Regions from separate parts of the Mus musculus genome. Here region 1 is linked to region 2. Evidence: chromatin contacts called from public HiChIP or PLAC-seq data. All regions are on one chromosome and are shown on one strand. The core of a region is the stretch at or near the end of the contact, and the rest is flanking DNA. Distances in the headings are between cores, read along the strand shown.

Region 1 (5,154 bases), core at 186-2,685, 280 kb after region 2:
AGGCGGCCTCTGACAGCAGCGGCCCAGAAGACATGAAGAGACAAACCAAGAAACAGAAGACCAGACGCACGTGAGGAAGAAGGAGGCCCCGTCTCCTGCAGATGACACAGCCAGGGCTGCCGCCTGCCTGGGGACAAAGGCACATGCTCACTCACTTCAGGCAGGCCCTGGGCCCTGTCACCCTTGTGTTGGTGTCCTGCCTGTCTGTCCTCTCCTGTGTAGCCCTGTGGTGCAATGCGACGAATGGACCCTCCTGTCACCCTGCTGAACACAATTTATTTTCTGAGTTGAAGATAATTTATTATTATTATTTTTGTCAGAGAAGTATTTAAGCTGAGCTGGTGGCGTGAGAACATAATCTAATCTTCCACATTCGTTTGCAAGAAGAGTCCAGGAAACATGGCGTTGGTCTGCTGTGCCTTCTGGACTTTCCCCAAACCGCCCCCTGCACTCGAGGCCCGTGCCAGAAGCTGCAGCAACATCTGTCCCTCCCAGAAGGGTCTGTCAACAGCTGGATGAATAAAGTCAGCCACTCGTTTGTGTTGTAACTTGGCATAGTGTGGGGTGCATACAGAGCGGGTGGGCATTCAGCCCCAGCGACAGAGGCTGTGGGGACTGCCCTGTGTGGCACAGCCAACCTGTGGCTGAGCTCAGCTCACTGTGGTCCCTGGATGTACGTCCTGTATCTTAGAGAAGCCAGAAGAACTCTGTTGTGCTGGGCTTTAAAAGTATTTCACTTCTTGGGGAGGGGTGTCTGTCCGTCTGTGTATATCTGTGTCAACTGGCCACTTGACACGCATGTGGGTTTGCTTGCTGCACAGGGGAGGTGAGCCTCATGAGCCTCTGGAACAGATGAGACATAATCTATACGGTGTGTGGATATGGGTATCCATTCTAACTCTCCAAGTGACAGCACAGTGAACACCCCCCTTAAGTACTAATGGGGCGTTTAATTGACACTCTATAAAGGCTGAAAGCCTGTGGGAGACAACTAGATGTCAGTGGGCTCTGTCCCTCTGCAAAGGTAGCCATAGGACTTTGTGTATTCCAGGTGGCCGCCAGGTGGGCGTCGGGCTGTGAGAAGCTGCAGGACCCTGCGCCGGGGGTGGGGAAGCACAGGCTGAGGTCCCCGTGGAACTGCTGGAGTCAGGCTCTGACTCTTGGGCACCACAGATGCCTCTGGTTGCCGTGGAAGAGCTGGCTCTGGGGTCCCCGAGCCACACAGATAACAGGGACTGCAGGTTCTAGCTCTTGGATACCACAGATGCCAGTGGCGCAAGAGCTGAGGACAGAGTGGGGGCCTGTGGGGCCTCTGGCCCGGGGCCAAAGGGAAAAGGGCAGGAGGAAACCAGCTCCGGCTGGTTTCCGCAGGGAGGGGAGTCTTTGCCTTGCTTGGTCTGTGGCTTGGGTTGGTGTAGACAGTGACTGGGAGTGCTGAGAGGCCTTCCTGCGGGAGCTTAGATGCGCGGCTCTTTAGAGGAAGACCTGCTCCATTGCTCCAGCACAGCGGATCCTGACGAGAAGAGACAGTCTGTGGCCACGTGGAGAGAGTTGGGAAGGGAATGCCGAGAGAAGGGAAGCAAGAGGTCAGGAGAGAAGCAATCAGGAAGCAGGTGTAGAAGTAAGAGGAGGGGCAAGCAGCCCCGTTTATAGTGGGCCAGCTCACCTGGCTGTTGCCAGGTAACTGTGGGGGCGGAGTCCAGACAGATCACCAGGAGCTTGGGGTGTTGCCCTATGTGACTGATGGTCACAGAATTATGGATCTGGGGCCTCATGTCAGGAGCCTAGTTAGTGTCTGGGACCATGGCAAACAGGCCTTCTGTCCCTTGCAGAGTTATCTGCTGGGTGTCCGGGGTTTAAACCTAGTTCGACCAGAAAACAGGCTGCCTTTCACGGTCCCACACAAAGTGGGTGTACACCCTGTGCTCCAGTACTTGGCAGGTGGAGGAAGGAGGATAAGAAATTCAGGGTCATCCTCAGCTACATAATGAGCTTAAGGCCAGCTCGGGCTACATGAGAAAATGCCAAGAAAACAAGCCTAAGACATGACTAAGGAAGGATACCTCGAAACGCTTCCAGCTATAGCTCTTCAATCCAAGCTTCACGCTTTCCCCCTGGTCTCTCCTGTTACATGAGTGAGCACCCAAAGCCAGGAAGAACCAGTCCCTACAGGCCAGAGTAGCCTGAGAGAAGCGTTGGTCAAGCTCAGGGGACAAGGCTGCTTGTTACCGTGATGGTTAAGTGCTGTCAGCTTGATGGGATTTAGAATCGCCATGGAAACAAATGTTGGTCCACCTCTGAGGGATTTTCTAGATTAGGTTATCCATGTGGGAAGATGCACCTTAAGTGTGGGTGGTCCCAGACCACGGGCTAGGATTGGAGACTGTGATCTGAGCAGAGTCCACGTCTCTGACTCCTGACTGGGGACGTGGCAGGACCAACTGCTACACGCTCCTGCTATGCTTTCCCTCCATGGGGCTCCATATCCCATGAAGCACTGAGCTTAAGTACATAGCCTTTATAAAGTGTTTTCTATTAGCTTTGTTTGGTTTTTGTTGATAAGATAGAAACATGTGGATGTTTGTGGCCTCTTGGCTGCAGCGGGTACTGGAGGCAGACCAGGCTCAGGATGAGTCTCCTAGAATCCACATTGCCCTGGATAGTCTCCACTTCTGTATTAGTCAGGATCTTGGCTCTGCCGGGATCTTTCTGGGGCTGAGCGGGATGGTGAGCCCAAAAGAAACACAATGAGCGGGGAGACTTGTCGAAGCAGGAACTCAACTTTATGGTGTCAGCCTCTCCCTTATATAAGTTCAGAACATAGGGAGGGGGATTATTGGTGAGGTAAGATGACATAGGAGGCGGGGAAGGGTGATGGAGGATATGGGGTGACTGACAGGGCCAATGGCAAAGCTCTACCTCAGCAAAGGCGGGGCAGAGGCAGGGCCAAAACAGGTCTTGCTGAGTCACTGAAGTGACTGAGACAGGTCTCAAAACTCAAGCCAGGCTTAGGCTCTCCCACAAGGCTGCAGAAACTCGAGCCAGGCTCAGGTGTGTCCTCAAGGCCCAAACCAGGGTCAAAATGGGGCCCAACATTCTGGAGTGACAGAACTTCTGCAATGTTTCTATATATTAAGGGAATTTATTGTAATGACTTTCAGTCTGTAGGCCGACTGACCCAACAGTGGGCAGCTGCGGGTGGGAAGTCCAAGAATCTAGTAGTTGCTCAGCCCCACGAGGCCAGTTGTTTCAGCTGGTCTTCTGTAGAAGCTGGGATCCTGAAGAAGTAGGTTCCAGCAGATGTGCTGGCAGGTAAGTGCAAGCAGATGAAGAAGAGTGAGCCCTTCCTTCTCCCAAGGTCCTTACGTGGGCCTCCAGCTGAAGGTGCGGCTCAGAATAAAGCTGTGTGCCACCACGCCTGGATCTGGAACTTGCTTTGCCCCAGGCTGGCCTTGAATCAGATCTGCTTGCCTCAGTCTCCTGGGATTAAAGGGGTGCACGTACCCTGCCTGGGCCACTATGGCCACTATGTTTCATGGCCACTATGCCTCAAGATCTCCATGTCAAGATCTGGGTCAGAAGCCTGAGTCTTCCAGCCTCACGATCTGGATCATGGATACGCCCTCCACTTCTGGATTGTGGTTCATCCCAGATGCGGCCAAGCTGACAACCAGGAATAGCCGTTACAACACCCAAGAATGTGCATGGCCCCTGTGACCAGTAGAATGACAGAGGGGTGAGAGTAGCTATTTCTTAGGTCAGATCATAAAGACGTTGTACTTATCATATGGACACTGGGGACACAGGATATTTAGTGTGAGCACAGGGCATCCCAGGGAAACTGAGAGCCTGCCAGAGATGTCATCTGGTCTGAGGAATGTTCTCAGTTTGGGCACAGCCCACCGCCATGTCTGTTGCTCTGTGGCTATTTTCGAAAAACCAAGATGAAAACCTCACAGGTTCTAACTAGGAAGGTGGCACCTGGTGAACTGTTTCTCCATTACCTTTCCTGGCTGCTCTGAGCTCTCAAGTTCTCCCTCTGCAGGAGCCACTGTCCAGCCTTCCTGTGGTCATGAAGTCATTCTAAGGATGTTACAACACTCTCAGAATACTACTGGTTATATTATTTATATTAATGTCTGTACGTGTTCATTTTGAACTATATTAAGATGACCAAATGCATGTTAGTTCTAATATCTACTTTTTGCATGTGTATGAACATGTTGCACGCATGTAAGGTGCAGATATATATGTGTGGTGCACTGTGGAAGCAGAGGCTGCTATGTTCTTCAATCATTCTCCCCATCGTTTAAAGAGGCAGGATCACTTGCTGATTCCAGAGCTCATCAAGTCAACTAGTCTGGCTACCTCCAGAGATCCTGTCTCCAAGTCTAGCATTCTGGGATGATAGGCTGGTCTCTACTCATGCCTGGCTTTCATGTGTGTGCTGGGGATCTGAACTCTGGTCCTCAGGCGTTATGCTCCGAGCATCTCCTCAGATCATCCTTTTCTTTACATCCCAGCACTCTTGGGGATGGAACCCAGGGCATTGCCCAATCCATTAAGCTTTATCCATAACGCCTGGCAATTTTATTTTTTTTGTGGAAAAACATAAACTGGAAGATGTTGAGAGAATACAGTTTGCATATTCAAACACATGAGTCTGGCTGGCTTGTGGAGTTTATGATTGTTGCTTCTGTGGTGCCTGCCCTCGGCAGGCAGGATGCAGATGGAATGGGAAGGAAGAGGGAGAGGCTGCTGTATCCTGCCGTCCCCGGTGAGCTCTGATGGGTTCCCACTTACTGTGGTTGTGGCTCCTTCACCACACCTGCACGCAACGCTCTTATGCATAGAGCAAATACTGAGTGATTGCTCATCCAGGCTTTGAAGACCTACAGTGTGCAGTTTGCCTTGATTGTAGACCTTTCGGTGCCTTGCTACTTCACCCATGATGGGGGAACTAGGGGGGAAGTTGGAGAAAAACTAGAAGACGACAACGACGGCTGACTCAGCACAGACCAACAGATTCATGGGATTTATTTCCCTGGTTACTGCTGAGACAACGCAAATGCTGTGCACAAAGTGTTTTCTGTGACACTGATGTTGGCATTTATTCCTGTCTTTTTCTGACTCTGATACAAGTGCTGTGGCCAT
Region 2 (5,281 bases), core at 1,803-4,302:
GTGGGGTGGGACTGGAAGGAAAGTGGCCTTGGGGACAGAGAAAGTGGCTAGGAAACGCCCCTTCTGCAGGGGACACTGGTTCATTAGCCCCAGGGATTGTGAGCACAGACCTAAAGCTGCGTGAGGGCCGGTTGTGTTCCGAGGCCAGGCACACTGACCAGGGCTGAACTGCTGCTGCCCTTGGCAGGAGGGGTGTGGCCAGAGCGTGTGTGACTGGCTCTTAGAGGTGGCTCAGATTTGGGGCTCCCCCCACCCCCCGAGCTGGAGAACGTGAAGGACTCGGTTCCAGGCAGAGGGAATGGCATATATAAATGTTGAGTTAGGGGGCAAAAATAGAGAGTCCTGAATGCGGCGGGCTCAGAATGGAGAGAACAGCGGGGCGCGGTGCTGTGGAAGAAGCTTGTTGCTCTGGGTGCTGAGAGCATGCATTGCAGTGGGGAGGGGTCTCTCCCACTGTGCGCACAGAAAGGCCTCAGGAGCCCCCCAGCATACAGCTGTGGGCAGAGCCTGACTCTGTGTCAGGCTGTGTGCGGGGCTGGAGCTCACCTGTCTTCTCCCCTTGCAGCCAAACTCTCCCGGCTCTCGCTGGCGCTCCCACCGCTCACGCTCACGCCGTTCCCGGGCCCGGGCCCGCGGCGGCCACCTTGGGAGGGCGCGGACGCAGGGGCAGCTGGCGGGGAGGCCGGCGGGGCGGGGGCGCCGGGGCCAGCGGAGGAGGACGGGGAGGACGAGGACGAGGACGAGGAGGACGAGGAGGCAGCGGGCTCTCGGGATCCCGGGAGGACGCGGGAAGCCCCAGTGCCCGTCGTGGTGAGCAGCGCCGACGGGGACACGGTCCGCCCGCTGCGGGGGCTGCTCAAGTCTCCACGCGCGGCCGACGAGCCAGAGGACAGCGAGCTGGAGAGGAAGCGCAAGATGGTCTCCTTCCACGGGGACGTGACCGTCTACCTCTTCGACCAGGTGAGGGGGCTACACTTAGTGCACGTAGCACCCGGACTGCAGGGAGATGGACCTCCGGGTGGTCCAGGTGAAGGGGGCGGGCCCAGAGGGATTTACGTGTTCTAGTGCCCTGGGTAGCCGGCTCAGTGGGTGGAGCCTGGAAGGAAGTGGCGGCAAGTGGGCGGGGCCTGGGGCAGCGGCCGGGGTGGGGGTGGGGGGCACTGGACGGGGTGAACGGGCATAGCAGGAGTAGAACCAGGAATGGGATAGGGGCTTTTGCTACGAAAGGGCCGGGAAATCAAGGAGAGACCCGAGGAGTGTTGGTGGGTTTAGAAGGCTGTCAGGTAGAAGAAGCCTAGACAGGCTAGGAATAAAATTAGAGACTACTCAAGAGAATGGTTGCAGAGCCTGGGTCTGCTGAGGGCGAAACCTAGTGCTTTGGGGCCTGGTTTTATCGACAACAATCTTGTGGAGTTGACTCTAATATGTGCCTATGTATATTCTTGAGTGGGGGTGTCCCCAATAAGCTTCAAAAGCTTTGCGTGGCCCTGTCAGTGGGTGGAGGGAGGTGTTTGATGTGGGTGCTGGGCAGCAAACTCTGGTAGGCAGGAAAAGGCCTACACCTTAGCCTCTAAGCATCTCCAGCCTCCCGGGGCTGGGCTTTAAGTGGGGCGGATCTCATCACGTGGAGCTTTAATATGGAGTGAGTTTGGCTTGGTCGCCTAGATCAGTAATCTTTGCTCTCAGGAGGCAGAGTCGAGACAATCTATAATTAATGTAATCTGAATAGTTCAGGGCAGCTAGAGCTACATACCGAAACTCTGTCTCAAACAGACAAATAATCAACTTACCAAAGTCATCTGGACCTGAAATCCCCATATTTAAAAAAAAAAAAAGAGGTTTATTGCCTGAGCCTTGCTATGTAAACCTGGGGTGAGACTGTTTGAGGCCAGGTTGTGAGATAGTTGAAAACAGGGTCAGGTGCAGTGTTCAGAGTCATGAGACCAAAGGATTCCAAAATGGGATGGGACTTTTTTTTTTTTTTTTTTTTTGAGACAGGGTTTCTCTGTATAGCCCTGGCTATCCTGGAACTCACTTTGTAGACCAGGCTGGCCTCGAACTCAGAAATCCGCCTGCCTCTGCCTCCCAAATGCTGGGATTAAAGGCGTGCGCTACCACTGCCTGGCCCAAATGGGACTTTTCAATTTTGTTTGTTTGTTTGAGACAGGATTTCTTTGTATAGCTCTGGCTGTCCTGGAACTTTGTAGAGAAGGGTGGCCTAGAACTCGGAGACCCATGTGCATCTTGGTTTCTCTGTATAACCCTAACTGTCCTGGAACTCACTTTGTACACCAGGCTGGTCTCAAACTTAAGAGACCCACCTGACCCTGTCTCCTGAGCGCTGGAATTAAGGGGGTCCCCACCTTGCCAGACTCAAGGTGGGACTTTGAGAGTTTGAGTGGGACTGGGATAATTGTCCCTTGGTGCGTGGCTGGAGTTAGAGGTTGGGAGGCTACAGGACCAGGCTGTTAGCTCCAAGACATAGGTTTGGATCTCTGCCGCCAAGATCTTGGAGGTGGTGCTGCGGGGTTTAGAACAGCGTCTTGCTCGCTGAATTTAGGAATTCCTGAGCTGGGTGGGGCTTTATAGTTAGGTAAGGAACAAAGACCAGGGTGAGATTAGAGCTTGTAGGAACTTTTGAAGGCAGATGAAAGTTCCATTAACTTCTCCATACAATACATCAGCAATTACAAAATGGGGTACTGAAAGCCCCAGCAATATCGTTGGGTTTTATTTAATTATTGAGATGCCGTGGTTGGGTGTGACAATACGTTTCCTATTCTTTTTCTCTTGTTTTCACAGGAGACTCCAACCAACGAGTTGAGCGTCCAGGGCACCCCCGAGGGGGACACGGAGCCATCAACTCCCCCAGCGCCCCCGACGCCTCCCCACCCCACCACCCCAGGAGATGGGTTTCCCAACAGCGACAGCGGCTTTGGTGAGGGGCGGAACCCAAGATTTGGGCTGCGGGAGGGCGGGGCTTGGGAGTGGAGGGAGTGGCCTTATTATGCAATGGGCGTGTCATGTGGGAAGGGCAGGGCTAAGGGTGACCTGGAAGAGAAGGATTGAATCTAGGAACCCATCCACTCTTTGTAGGCTGGAGCTGTACCGAGGGGCCTGGGCGGAGCTCAGGAAGGCAAGGGCTGGTTGAGGCGGGTGGGGGCGGAAAGGTATCTGAAGTGGGAGGAGGGATGGAGCCTTGCTGGAGGGTAGGGCTAAAGGCGGCCTTGTGCTGGTCTGCTAAGCTGGTGTATAAGTCTAGTTCACTTTCTCCCTAGGCGGCAGTTTCGAGTGGGCGGAGGATTTCCCCCTCCTCCCCCCGCCAGGCCCCCCCCTGTGCTTCTCCCGCTTCTCCGTCTCACCTGCACTGGAGACCCCGGGGCCTCCCGCCCGGGCTCCCGACGCCCGGCCCGCAGGTACAGTGCTTCCAGCAGGACCCTATCCCACCCCTCCCCAACCTGCCCTCCCTTACCTCGCTTCTCTCTCTCTCTTCCATTCACCCACTCAGTCACATTGACATCTCTCAGCTAAGACCAGTTGGTTCCCATTCACAGCCTTGGACAGTTACACCGGTCTCTGACCCTCAGTTGCTTCTTCAAGGATCCTTAAGTACACACTCCCTTGTCCATCTTTCCCATTTCTGAGCTCGGATACCTTGGTGGATCTCCATATCCTCTCCAAGGGCACTTAAAGCCAGGGGATATGGCAGACACCCAGAGAACAGGAATCACAGCAGCGAGCTCACAGTGACCTGACACATTGCTACTCGCTCAATTTCACTGCGATCCTTGCAGTGGATTTTAGTCCCACGGTTTTTACGGAAAGAACTGAGGCACTTAGAAAGGAGCATAGAGCCATAATTCCGGCCCGGCTGCTGGCCCTGGGTGCTGCCCTCTCGTGGTACGCGTCTATTGGGTCCTTGTGCAGATGGAAAATCAGTTCTCTCCTGCCCCCTGCTGGCCACCATGCTGAACGCCCAGGATGTGGGGAAGGAGCTGTTAGTTCCCCAGATCCTCTGAGTTTCAGGATTAACCCTGCCTTTTTTCAGTTGTGTGACGTTGGCCAGTCAGTGTCCCTTTCTGCCTTAGCATCCTCATCTGTAGAATGGGAATGAGAATGGATCCTGATCCTGAGTGTTATGAGGGTATAAGTGGCATAATCCCCCCTACACACACACACACACACACACACACACACACACACAGAGTCACACACACACACACACGCACACACTCACACACACGCACACACACTCACACTCACACACACGCACACACACACTCACGCACACGCAGTCATACACTCACACACTCGCACACACACAGTCACACACACACACACCACACACACACGCACATACACACACTCACACACACACACGCTCACACTCAACTCACTCACACACACTCTCACACACACTCGCACACACGATCATGCAGCCTGGAGCTCCTGTGATGGTGTGTGAACAGCTTGCACAACGGCTGGAGGCAGAAGAGTTTAGCTAGTTCAAGAACAGAAGACAGGCCTGGTGCTCCTCAGGGTTCAGAGTTGGGCCGCGGCTAAGTAAATGGGTCAAGTTATAAAGGACTTGGGGGCCGGGCATTGTGAACACCACTTGGGAGGCAGAGGCAGGTAGATCTGTGAGTTCAAGGCCAGCCTGGTCTACAGAGCAAGTTCCAGTACAGCCAGGGCTACACAGAGAAACTCTGTCTTGAAAAACCAAAATATACAATACTATACTATTTACTAATAGTAATAATTAGTAAATAAATAATAACAAATTTAGGAGAGCTTTGCCTACAGGGTCCTAGGGAACCATGAAGGCCAGTAAGCAGGGAAGGGCCTGGGGCCTGGGAATGGAAGCAAATAGAGGCTGGGTGCTTGAGGAGAGGCTAAGCCGGAGAGGTTTGTGAACTAAGCGCAAGAAGAGAGGAGGGGCAAGGCAGGGGCAGAGGAGGGGCGGTAGAGACAGGATTGGGACTACATCCCCATCTAACCTCAAATGTTACTTCCTGACACCTCCATCTCAGGACCCCTGTGAGCACAGGGCAGGGTGGGTCTAGGGTGTGGGGACATCAGCTAGATAGTGAGTCAGGATCAAGGCTGCTAGCAAGGTGACCTCACGCTTAGTCACCAGGAGTGGAGACGGAGGGCCCAGTGGTATGAAGTCCCAAATCCTTGCCTACTCACACAGATACTCCCGCTGGGCATGGGTGGGGAAACTTACACACGTTTGTCTCCCCAGACCACAGTGAGTGCCCCCTTGGCACTCTCATACCCT

Evidence for each region. HiChIP or PLAC-seq counts read pairs in DNA pulled down with a chosen protein or histone mark.
Region 1: an H3K27ac HiChIP or PLAC-seq map of embryonic stem cells shows a contact between it and region 2, with 5 read pairs. The contact joins two enhancer-like sites.

What each region holds. Positions count from the first base shown.
Region 1 is chr7:46,083,661-46,088,814 of GRCm38.p6, forward strand. Nomo1 (nodal modulator 1) reads left to right here. Exons shown (of 31, transcript NM_153057.4): 31 at 1-552. The coding sequence ends at 74. Among named protein-coding and RNA genes, the nearest start is that of Kcnj11, 14 kb to the right of the region's middle. Within about 2 kb of position 1,436, at least 39 of the 459 cell types and tissues checked have an H3K27ac peak or open chromatin away from gene starts, as enhancers often do. A contact at or near this core is called in embryonic stem cells, where this site is marked.
Region 2 is chr7:45,797,634-45,802,914 of GRCm38.p6, forward strand. It overlaps Lmtk3 (lemur tyrosine kinase 3), which reads left to right. Exons shown (of 15, transcript NM_001290990.2): 12 at 566-960; 13 at 2,803-2,938; 14 at 3,279-3,416. Among named protein-coding and RNA genes, the nearest start is that of Cyth2, 14 kb to the right of the region's middle. Within about 2 kb of position 3,053, at least 142 of the 459 cell types and tissues checked have an H3K27ac peak or open chromatin away from gene starts, as enhancers often do. A contact at or near this core is called in embryonic stem cells, where this site is marked.